Linked DNA regions of Arachis hypogaea: region 1 is linked to region 2. A link is a contact called in public Hi-C data. All regions are on one chromosome and are shown on one strand. Each heading gives the region's core, a stretch centred on a gene start, on an enhancer-like site or on the middle of the called end of the contact. The rest is flanking DNA. Distances are from core to core; before and after follow the strand shown.

What was found. Hi-C and Micro-C count contacts between places; a contact is called where the count stands out from the background.
Region 1: a Hi-C map of an unstated tissue shows a contact between it and region 2, with 2.0 times the contacts expected there. The contact joins two enhancer-like sites. A contact is called at or near these places in 3 of 8 Hi-C or Micro-C datasets (leaf and an unstated tissue).

Annotation. Positions count from the first base shown.
Region 1 is chr16:129,988,335-129,994,538 of arahy.Tifrunner.gnm2.J5K5, reverse strand. It overlaps LOC112755005 (a long non-coding RNA gene), which reads right to left. Exons shown (of 5, transcript XR_003178871.3): 2 at 4,523-6,105; 3 at 3,700-3,921; 4 at 3,137-3,274; 5 at 2,715-3,037. Among protein-coding and RNA genes, the nearest start is that of LOC112755005, 3.6 kb to the right of the region's middle. Within about 2 kb of position 2,393, at least 1 of the 3 cell types and tissues checked has open chromatin away from gene starts, as enhancers often do.
Region 2 is chr16:129,922,517-129,929,323 of arahy.Tifrunner.gnm2.J5K5, reverse strand. It overlaps LOC112755001 (centromere protein C), which reads right to left and starts at 515. Exons shown (of 11, transcript XM_025802852.3): 1 at 178-515. The coding sequence starts at 180. Within about 2 kb of position 5,388, at least 2 of the 3 cell types and tissues checked have open chromatin away from gene starts, as enhancers often do.

The DNA.
Region 1 (6,204 bases), core at 1,144-3,643, 68 kb before region 2:
AATTTAAATAAATATATTCGTATTATTTTAAATAAATATACTCTTGTTATTTTAAAATTTTTTAAATTTAAATAAACGTACTCATATTATTTTAAATAAGTATATTCTTTTAATTTAAAAATAATATGAATATATTTAAATAAAAAAATTAACAACCATTATTTTTTTAAATCGAATAAATATAATTAATCATATGAGTACAAATGTACAATAATATGAATACATACAATTTTATAAATCATTAATTTAAATTATATCTATTTAAATTTTAAATTACAAACTAATACAAATTTTATAATTTAAAATTCTAATTATTTAAATAAAATTAAATTGATTAAAAAATAAAAATATACTAATACAATTCAAATCATATTAAAATGTAAATAAATTTGTTGAGTCCATAAACAAATTTTACGTAAATAAATAAGTTTAGTCAATCTGATAGGTGAATTTTGTGCAAACTTTACGAAAACACAATAAAAAAATTAAATCCTAAAAAATAACAAGATTTTTTTTAGAATTAATTTTTTTTATATTTTATAATAGAAAAAAACCTGATTAACATTGAGCTGGTCTAATATATTAGATAATTTTGTTTTTTTAATAATTTTTAATTATATTTTTGGTTAAAAAAATTATATAGTAAACAATTAACTACAATTTCTCAATTTAAATTCATCAATTTGTTTTTAAAATAAAATACGGTGTAAAATTTAGCATCATAGCTATATCAATTGTTTTTTAATTAAATCATTTGTATAAAATAAACCGTTTTTTTTAAATCAAATGATAACACGTGTCATCCATCCAAAAACAACTTCATGTGAAGTCGACTGCAGGTGAGTTTCTGCCGAGAATTATTCATAGAGCTAGAAAGTTTTGGATTTAAAATTTTTTAAATTTGCTTCAAATTAAATAAAATTAAAAAAAATAAATAAAATTAATAACATTTATAAATAACTACTTTGTAAATAATATTTATAAATTCTCATCTTGATTTTGTTATATGTAATAGCAACATATTAATTTTGAATTTTACTTAATTTAATTCAAATTTATTTATTTTATATATTTTATATGTTAAATAATATTTTATTTTTATTTTTAAATAATTTATTATTTGATTTTCTTAATTATTAATGTCAGATAAATATTTTTTAATATTAAAATATAAAAATTATTTTTTTAAAAATAATAGAAAAGCAGCTGAACAGATTAGTACATGTTTAGCTTCTAGTAATAATAAAAAATAATATTAGATAACTAATTTTTTTCATCCAATTTTAATCTTTTTAAAAATTATTTTGTTTATCTTAAATTTTAGATTCTAAATCATAAGCTTTTAATTCTAAATCTTAAATCATAAACCTAAATGCTAAAGTTTACTAATTTAAAATTGGAGCAAATTTCATAGATAAATGGATTGAGAGAAAAAATTTGAGTATATTTGTATTTTTAATTTAAATTAAATAAATTAATTTATTAATTTTGTATACCACAATATGATTTATTTGAAGCACTATTTAAATAGTAATTCCACAAAAAAATAAACACTTAATGATAGTAATTCGAATCAAATAGATTCGATTTATTTGAAGCACTCTCTATAGTAAATCAAACATATTATATCGATTTACTACTGTCTAGCTTATCCCATAAATGGAATCATTTTGCTTCGATTTATTATGGACTGCATGAGTTCAGACATGTTTCTTACGAAATTGAATCTACTCATTTCGATGTAGTACTGCTCCTGTTAATTCGAATCCAATTAATTTAAGACATCTATGTAATTTTTTCTCTCAATTTATTTATCTACGAAATTTACCCTTAAAATGGGTTCTTATGTTTTGAAAATAAAATATGCAATGCAGCGGAACCCCATTTCTGGGATTCCTTCATTTTGCACAATCTCTTGTTCTCAGTCAGTGATGGAATTAAACCGCAGCAAATCGTGGTAATGGTGAAACTACCTAGAAGAAGAACAATATATATAAAAATAGTATTAAGGATGCTTGACCCCCTATAAAACGAGTAAGATTACCATCCCCACTCCATTATAAAACCAATCATAAAATCCATCACATGCAAAGTTAGTGGTAACATATAAAGGGCCAAAATAGTGCCAGAGAGTCTTTGGCTACTATTTTGGAGAACAATAAGAACCTGCAATGCTCTCTGCTAAATCTCTTATCTCAAACACCCGAGTCTCATGCAGATTTTGATCTAGCTACAATCACCCATAACCATGAGGGAAATGGGTAGATGTAAACACATGAATTACTCATCATCAGCTTCCTCTACCTTATCAACATGCCTAGACTAAGATTCCATGTTCATGCAGGGACTTCATATTATTTTTTAAACTTCATGATGAAAAAAGCACACCTCTCATCTTCATCTTGTGGAATCCAACAACCGGTGCTGAGAATACCTTATCATATCCTATTGTTCTCTCAAGTTCTCCTCGGAGAGGCGATTAGGAGCCGCTACAACTTCATGCTGGTTGTTTAAGGTATGACGTGTGCAATGATGACTACATAGTCACTGCAGGGAGTAAGGTCTCTATAAATGGTGTGCTGTAACCTATTTGGAGCTATTCTCTGTTAGAACTCAATTCATGGAACGAAATTAAAGATTCCTATTGTCCATTTCGGATAGACTCTACATGTGGGGTATCCACTCTATATGTAAAGTATGAAATTGCAACAGTATTATGCTATTTATATATCCTTCTTTTTCTTTATTTAGATATATGTGGCAAAGATGGAGATACAAAATTAGAAACACTCCACAGAAACCTAATTCTCAATACATACAGAGAGAAGAATTCAAAAGAATCAAAACAAGAAGAATGCTTATTTCTTTTTAAAAATAGATCAGGCTCTAAAATATCAAAACAAGAAGAATGCTTATTTCTTTTTAAAAATAGATCAGGCTCTAAAATATCTAAAATACATTGTAATGCTCCTGTAAACTTCCTTGCTTTATGGTCAGGGCAGAGCAGTGCTCATCCTTAACACATTAATCCACGCTCCTTAGAAACAAGATTAAGATAAATGAAACTTCTCCATCAAACTAATACAATAAAAAAAAAAGAAACAATATAAAGAGAACAATTGTATCTCAGGCTTACTGGCACAGAAAGCAACTTTGGGCCCAAAAATTTTGGTCATCTTCATACCAATATAACAGAATCGACAGAGAGAGATGATCATTCTTTCTCATCTAGTTTCTGCTTGGTCCCACCAATTTCATCAACCGGAGGTAATGTCTACATAGGGATAAAAAAGGAAGATTTAACAACACTATAACAAATAGATCTAGATCCTCTAAAATTCACCCTCCTGTACTTTGGATAGTAAATAAATCAAAGGATATCTATATATATAGTATGTATATCTTGTAAAGAGCGTTATTCCATCAATGGTTAGCACATTTGACTGTAAACATGATATATGATAGGCAGATGGCGCACAGTAGCTCATTTGATCCACGTACTCAACCCTATCTAGTGGAATAAGGCTTTGTTGTTGTTATAGTAAATTGGTTAGTCAGCCGTGGTCTAAAATGTGGATAGATATTTTTATTTAGTATAGGTTTCAAGCAAGTAAACAAAGTCCTTATGCATTATGACAAAGATGAAGCATTCACAAATGAAAACATACATAGATTGTTAAAGTGAAGAATGAAGCTTACAAGATTGGGTTTGTAGATATTATGGACAATAGAGGCACCACCAAGAAGAGAGCAAACAACGACAAGACAGGACCAAGCCAGCGATGGAGTTCCTGTGGGCTGCCTTCCTCCTCCTAATTTCCGATTCATCACACTTTTCCGCACAACCTGTTTCTTCTTCCGACTTGCTAGGGATTATCGTTTTCCTTTTTGTTTCTGCAGTGCTTTTTGCCTCTTGAGCCTCTGTATTAAGTTTTTTAAAGTCTTAGCTAGTCCAACTTAAATTTAAAGGAAAAGAAAACATATAAATAAAAAATTCATAAGGCAAGTGAAAGTCATGGATGATACTATTGTTGGTTTATTGTTGACAATGAGAATTCCAAAATCCCCCAATCGTAAAAGACGGAGAAGGATGGTTGAGTGTTTGCATTCAATTCAATATTTAGTCTCATGTAAATCCAAAAATACACAAAAATTAAAGCTTCAACACCATCAACCAAAGTATCATTCTCTCATGGTCTCATAAGATGTAGCACAGATCTCAAAAACAAATACAAATATAAGATAAAATATCACAAGTCTCAATAATATCATATCGTAAGAGCAACAACAAGAACAAGTTAACATGCCAAATCATGCCACTAACAGAAGCAAAAGAAGAAAAAGAAAATTACAAAATTACAGATTAAGTGTTTAAGTTTACAGAAGCAACAAAAAGATCGAAGCAATTAAGCAACAGATAGTCTGAAACAATAATGAAAAATTACAGAAGCAAGGTAAGAACACAAGCAACTCGCAAGGCAGGAAAAAGAAAGAGCGAAGGAGATAAGTTAGGAATACGAACAAGTGAGCGGAAGGGAGGCAGCGGCGGAGTGAGGGGACACGTAAGTAGGCGGAATGACGGGTCGTGGCGGCAGGCAGAGAGAAGGGAAGAAAGGAAGAACAACAGAACAGAAGAGAAAAGGATGAAGTAGATTGAGAGTTCGCTGAAGAGCACAGATCTGAATTCTGAAGACTAGAGAGAAATGAGGGTCTGAGTAAGAAGTGGAGAACTGATCAAGGGAGCAGCAATTCTGGCACTTTTTAAATCTGGTGTTGCCCTTCCACTAGTATTTTCCACCAATGTTAAGTGTTTTTTTTTTTTTTTTGGTTGAACAACTTGGTGTGTTTTTTTAATGTAGAAATCACAAATTTGTGACTTTCAAAATTTTTTTTATCATGCAAATCTAAAGGTCAGATTCTTTTTTATTTTAAATTTTTTTAAACATACAAATTTGAAAAAAATAAAATAAATGTGCTGATTTGCTGTACAAATAAAAAAAAATTATTATAATACAAATAAGAATGTCCGATTTATGCACCATAAAATCTAACCCTTAGATTTTTCTATAAATTTTATTATTCATCAAATCCAAGGTTTTAAAAATCAGACCAGTCAACCAACTTGAATTGGTCGAGTAGTCAGTTCACTCATTCGCTTAAGCAAGTGTCCGAAATTCGAATTTCACCTTGTGCATGCAGACCTATTGGCCAATGACAAATCTTTAAATGAGCTCCTGGTTTACTGATTTAACCAGTTCAACCATAATAACTCTTTTATAAAAAAATTATAAATAAAATATAGATAAACACACTAAAACATAATTATAATCTAATATAAACCTTAAAATATTATCCAAATTTAAAGCACTGCATCAATGGGATTACCAACACTATATAATATTGCCCTACAATCACCTATGTTGAAAACAAATAGTTTATTCTTGACTACGAGTGCAGTAACTTATCTTTGAGATGAACTGAATCAAGAAAATGAGAATAGGATTCTCCTCCAATAACTTATCTTTACATATAATGCAAATTCCTACGAATAGAGATAACATCAAAGAGCTCCCAAGTCACAACCATGCAGCACAATAAAAGAAGTGCATCAATTGCCATTAGTTCATAAGCATATTCTATTGCAAAGTTTAACATTTTTTTAATGTGCAAAGGTTTCATTAGTTACTTGTTATATTACTATTGGAAATTTTTACAATTTTCTACAACTTTTCAACACCCAAGGCATTGCATTTGTCTTACTTCAACAAAGTTGCCAACGTAAATCATAAAAGGAAGTCTCAGTAATTAAAATGAAGTATTTGCATGCTCAAATAGTAATAATTTATTCTGGAATTTAGATCAAACAAAATATAGATAGATCGTGGATTGCTATTGAATACCTCTATGGCCATCAAAGATACCAAATGCATAGAGACCCTTTACATTGCAAAATAAAAACTTCTCGTTGCTCTCCTTAAGATTATTACAATCACAAGTCCCATTCTCCTTTTTAAGTTTTAATAAACAAACACACCTTTCTCATAGCGTAGAGTTCAATTGACATGCAATCAGAGTAAAAAATCAATCACCTCTTCCAAGCACGGCCTTAAAAACAAAAACAGAACAATACTTAAGAGCATGAGCATTGAGCACAAAAAATTGGCTTCTGAACAAAACAAACTCAGAGTAGCCATTAAAAATTCA
Region 2 (6,807 bases), core at 4,139-6,638:
GGGATTTACTCAAACACCTAAAATGCCACTCTTAGCTGGAACAAAACCACACAATAGAAGCAAAAGATGGAAGTAAAGCAATCCTAGTTAATAAGTTCCAAACTTGCGAAAAAGAATTATAAAAAAAAAAAAAAAAAACATGAAAAGGAGCTGAAAGGAGTTGAAGTGGAATTTTACCATGGATCGGAGGTGGTTGTGGATGGAGTCAAGAACGTGATTAGGATCGTAGGGCTTCGAAGGGGAAGGAGCAGTGACAGTAGAAGATGACGTTGTTTGCGGAAAGAGGGAGAGACTCAGAGACCCCAATAGTTAGCAACAGGATCCTCCACTTCACACACGGAACCTTCTTTCTCCATTTTCATTCATTCTTTCCTTTCATAAAGACAAAATTTGATCGATTTGGGATAGCAAGTTAGCGCGAAACACACTGTCACAACTCACAAACACACAAAATTCAAGAGAGTCAAATTTGTCTGAAAAATTACTTGTGGTCTAAATTGGTTGTTGAAATTTTTTTAATTAAATTGTCTTTTAAAAATTTTAAATTAATTATATTAGTTTTTCTGTCACTTTATTTATTTATTTATTGATAGTGTCAAAATTTGTTAATATAAGAATGTAACACCCAAATACACTTAAAAATTTTAATTGATTATTAACACGATTAGTTTACGAAATTAGATAAAATCAACTCCAAACTAAGAGATTCCAATACCTCAAGTTCTCTCTCCAATTAGGTTTTGATTTGATTTAATTTCATAAACTTATTTAATAGTCAATTAAGATTCTTAGGTATATATTAGGGCGTCACTTAATATGTTACATTAGCAAATTTTGACCGTATTAACAAAAAAATATGACAGAAGGATTAATATAACTAATGTAAAATCTTTAAAAGACGAATTTGATTAAAAAAATCTTTCAGGAACTAATTTGACCATTTATTCAAATTCAAAAGAGTAGACTATTGAGCAAGAATAAGAAAAACAGACCGGTAAATGAACCGATTAGAAAACTAGTTTAAAAATTTAAAAATTTAATTACGTCAAATAGATTTAATGTACAAGACATTTTAGTAACTAAGTCCAATCAAGTTAGCTCATTAACAATAAAATATACTCTAACAAGCGTATATATGTGCTCCACTGGCGCCTAATTAGAATGTGTATTGTATTTTTCTTACTTTCTGCAGCACGCAAATTTTTTTTTGGAGAGGACACAAATTTCAAAGCATAGCACACAAATTTTCGAAGCATAGCACATTAAATTTTGCACATAATACAAATTTATTGATATAGCCCACAATTTTTTTCACATAACATACAAATTTTCGAAATGTAGCACACAAATTTTTAAAGTATAGCACACAAATTTTTGCACAAACTTATCGATATGATTAGGGATGTTCATGGTTCATTTTTCACATAGAAACTAGTTTTAAATCAGTTTATAATGTAGTGCACCAGTTTATGAATTATTCTCCACATCCAAGTAATTTTAGCATCTAAATTTATCCAAATAATTTAGAGTCACGCACTTCTCTTTTCTGTTTTTTCTCCCCCGCGCTTCTTCTTCTTCTTTCAAATTCACGTACGTTCTTCTTCTTCTTCTTCTCCGTTATCGTCATCACCAATAATACCAACATTTTGCAAACATCTTTATTAGTTCTGATTTTCTCTGCTGCCATCATTAAATAATTTCAGTTCATTTCTTAATTTATTTTGGTTCATTTGTGTGTTAATTTTTTATTAGTTCTGATTTTCTCTGTTTCCATCATTAAATAATTTCGGTTCATTTCTTAATTTATTTTGGTTCATTTGTGTGTTAATTGAGATTTATTTGATGTTGCTGATAAGTATTGACCAAAATTTATATTCCTTAAGTAATTTCGATGAGTTTTTGTTAATGATTGAGTCTTTTTTAAGCAAAAAAGAATGAAATTATTTATTATCAATTTATTCAATTATATTATATTTTATTCCATTCCATTCAATTTGTCTTGAAAGCCATTCCAACCATTGGGACAAATTATTCATCAACAACGCACCTGGACTACAAATAAACCGAAAATATTATTAAAGCAAAACCATTGTATAATACTAAATAAACCGAATATTTGTCCATTATATAAATTCGAATTCAGAAACATCTGCGTCTAGAATGAACCGAAAATATTATCAAAGCGAAACCACTGTATAATAATAAATGAACCGAACACTGTCCATTATATAAATTCAAATTCAATTCAAAATGTTGGTTTTTGTTAGCAAAATGTTGGTGTTGTTGGTGATTACAATAACAAAGAAGAAGATGGGAAAAAGAAGAAAAATCAAACAAAAAAGAAGAAATAAGAAGAAAAAAAATCCTGAAAACTTCTCATCATATTCTTCTTTTCTTATCTTGTTCATCTAATCAAATAAAGAAAAAGAAACACATAATGCTGCAAAATCACTTGATGGATTTGGATGTGTTTTTGTTCATGATTCAATTTTATTTGTGTGTTTGTTTTCAAATTAAGTTTGTGTGTCGCAATCATTAAGTAATTTCGATTCATTCTGGATTTAAATAAGGTACATTTAGTCTGTGCTTGTGTTTGAAATGAGTTTACATTATGAATTTAATTTTCAGTTCATTTTGAATATAATTTTGGTTCATTCTAAATATAATTTTGATTCATTTCTGTTCTGTACAATTCAAAACTCTTCCTCCTCACCTTCATTCTACTGCTTCTTCACCAGGGAGAGAAGGAGGAAAAGAAAAAAAATACAGTAGCAACAATAAAAAAAAGAATGACGATAAGGAGAAAACACGTGAAGAAGAAGGAACGCAAAAAAGAAGGAGGAGGAGGAGGAGGAAGAACGCGAAGAAGAAGGTGAAGAAGCAGAAGACGCTCTGTGCGTAAACGAGCATGAGAAGAAGAAGAAGAAGAAGAAGAAGCTGCGCGTATAATCGTGCTCTTTTAATGAGAGTGGTTTTTGTTGGCCCTACTTGAATGAACTTGGATGAAAAAATACTTGAATGTGTAGCACACCTAGGGGTGGCAAGCGGGGAAGCCGCCCTGCCCTGCCTAGTGAGGCGGTCCTAAAATCCCACCCCACCCGCCTAACTACGGGCTGGCGGGTTAAGCCCGCCAAATCTTCTCTTTTTTTTTTTACTATTAACTATTAAATAATATATACAATTTCACAATCATTTTAATAAATTTATAATTTCTAAAGGTATAAAAAATTATATTTTTTATATTCACAAATATTAAAGTCTTCGTAATTATGAATATCTAATAAACATAATTATAAACCAAGTTTTCATCCAAAATATAATTATAAATATTGTCTCCAAAACAAAATAAACATAATCCAAAACACTCAATTTTCATCTTTATTATCTTGTAAGTTGGGTTGGGAAAAGTTGGGTTTTGGCGAAAAAATTACAAAAATACCCCCTTGCCAAAAAAATACTAAGTCTGGTGAGAAAGTCCACCCCACCAAATCCCACGGTTTAAGCAATGCGGGTTAGGCGAGCTTTTACTATTTGGCAGTCCCAATTTTCTAATCCGGCTTGACATATTTAAGCCCGTTTGCCACCCCTAGCAACACCCCAGTTTAAACCAATTCATAAAAATAAAACCAATTTAAACTAATTTATATGCTAAACCTAGTTTTTAATATATAAAAAATCATATTTAATCGATTTTTCCTTTTTTTTCTCTCTCTACATTTCTCTTCTCTCTCCCCTCTCTCAACCTCTATTTTTTCTCACTCTATCATTATTTATCTTTTCTTTAATTTATTTTTTCTTTTTTTATCTTTATTTTTTTACTTTGATATAAAGATTTCTTATTTATTATCTTCCTTATATAATCTTTCATTCTAATATGGTCATGAATTGATGATCATACTGAAATTGTACATTTATGAGTATAATGTGACACAAGACTTTTAATCATTTATACTAAGAAAGTAAGAATTAGTTAACCTGATTTTTTTGAACATCTCTAGATATAGTATACAAATTTTTACCTATAGTACACAAACTTTTGTACATAACACACAAAATTTTATATATAACATACAAAATTTTTGTTGCGAATATATTTTGTTAGTTGAGTGAGTCAATGTTCTAAATATGTAGTTCTTCAAAAATTTCTGTGTTACACATAAAAATTTATTTATGCACCAAAATTTTTATATTATACACCAAAATTAATGTATTGTGTGTATTTCATTGGTTGGGTGTCAATGTTTTATGCATATGCTCTTTCAAATTTTTGTGTGTTGTATATTAAAATTTGTGTGTTGTAAACCAAAATTTATGTGTTGTGCATCAAAATTTCTATGCTCTAGTCTTTTGAACATTTATAGGAGAAGAAGAAGATGAAGATGATGAGTATGATGATGATGATAACGATAATAAAAGAGGATGAGTAAAAAAAAAATAGAAAAAAAAATTAAATAACAATAACATAATAACATTTATGAGTACACTATGACACAAAATTTTTGCATATAACACAAATTTTTGCACATAACACAAAATTTTACCTATAACATACAAATTTTTGCTGCGAATGTATTTCGTTTGTTAGGTGAGTCAATGTTTTGGATATGTAGTTCTCCAAAATTTATGTGCTACACATAAAAATTTATGTATTATACACCAAAATTAATGTATTGTTCGTATTTCATTGGTTGGGTGTCAATGTTTTAAGCATATATTCCAAAAATTTTTGTGTTGTATACTAAAATTTGTGTGCTGTACACCAAAATTTATGTATTGTGCATCAAAATTTATGTGTTCTAATCTTCTAACATTTATAGGAGAAGAAGATGATAATGATGAATATGATGATCATGATGATAATGATAATAAAAGAGGATGAGAAAAAAATAAAGAAAAAAAAATAACAATAACATCATCATCAAAAAGACGACTGCGGTGGCGATAGCAACGATGGCGACAACGGTGGCTGCAGCGACGCGATGACGTTGAAGAAAGAAGAAGAAGAAGAAGAATAAGGTGGAAGAATGATCATTAAAGGAGAAAAAATGTGACGCGTGGGTGATTTTTAAATTTTAACAACTTGATTAAACTTGATTACTCAAAAGACTTAAACACCTAGTACTTTTGTAAAATTATTTATAATAGAAAAATGGCCAAGTATAAATCGAATATTTAATATTTATTTAGACAACTTATTAAACTAATCACTCAATCAACTTACGTTCATTAAAAAATTTTATATTTAACAAATGAAGAATACATACATAAACAATGGGCTCCCATATGGAATTAAAAAAAAAAAACCAAAAAAGCTTGGATACTTAGCCCATGATTCCATATATAAATTCCTAATAATGTTTCCACTCATGTCCAAAAAAAAAATGTTTCCACTCCCCCTCTATACCATAAAGAATAAAATGCTACCCACGTATACACTCTCTTTTGTTGCTGTTGGCTATGCTATAGTTATCTTCCATTCTGCCATTGATCAAGACATGAACGACGGACAAATTACAGGGTCCTTCTGCACATGCATGAAAATATCAATTTATCTTTTACAAAATTTTACCTCAATTATCAGAAGTCTAAAAGCTAGCACCACCCATGACCCAACTAACGACGGCCATATTATTCGCTAATAACTTGATGTAGCATTTACCAAACAAAAAAAATGTGTGTAAAGATAGAGGACGTCCATGCCTCGGTGGAACTAAACTTCAAAAAAAATCATGATATTGATCTTTTAGCTTTTTTTTTTTTATACTACTAAAGTTCTATTATTTACTAAAGAAATGCTTAACACAACCAAAAAAAAATTAAAGCCATGAGTCATTTTACAAATTAATTTCTCATAAATATGAAGGCTTATAAGATGAAAATTCTTGATAAAGATGACAAATATATATTTAATGGGTAATTAACTAAAACCATAAAGGAAGCTCATAAAGCAAAAAGTATGAACATCAATGTTAAAAAAAAAAAAAAGTCAAACACAGAGGCAACAATGGCAACCAATAAAGAAAAAAAGAAAACATATTAGGAATATCTGAAACGAATCCAGTAATATTTTTTTTTTATTTGAGTATCATAACAAAAGGATCAAATAGTGGTTTAAGTGCATGAAAAAATCTATTGTATTTAAAGGTGGATACACCCTTACTTTTTTTAACTTTTGTGGCAAACTCACATTAGAGGAGATATATTCTTTATTTTCATAATGCAGTCACCAAAAAAAAAATAACTCTAAAAGGTGCAGGTACATGTATACACGTAAAATATAGTTTTAATTTAATGAAAACTGCATTATATTTTTCACAACAAAATCAGAGAAGATAGAGTTTAATTCAATTAGTATACTCAAAATACTAGATTAAAATAAACATTAAATATCACTTGATAAACACAAACCCAGCAACATTTACATTTCTTAAAAAAAAAAAAAGTATATGATTTGTAAGAAAAGAACTTAAAACAACCACTTGTAATTTAAATTCACAGGTGACTAGTACATTAAAAAGCATCCATGATTCAATTCAAGTTCTTCGGCCACAAACTATAAGCAAGGAGAACAAAAGATTAAACATAAGTTTCTCTGTCAATTGTGTAATTAATGTTGTCATCAAATTTTTCATAAGCTTAAAATAAAAATACAATTATCAGTAATGTATGTGATGCCACATGAACTTAAAATAAAACTAATATACATAGGAGAAACATTAATCAAGTAACATTAAATAAATAATTTGAAGCGTAAGCTTAATCTCTTCATTGAGAAAAATCATCGAACACTTTGTTTGCATCCAACAT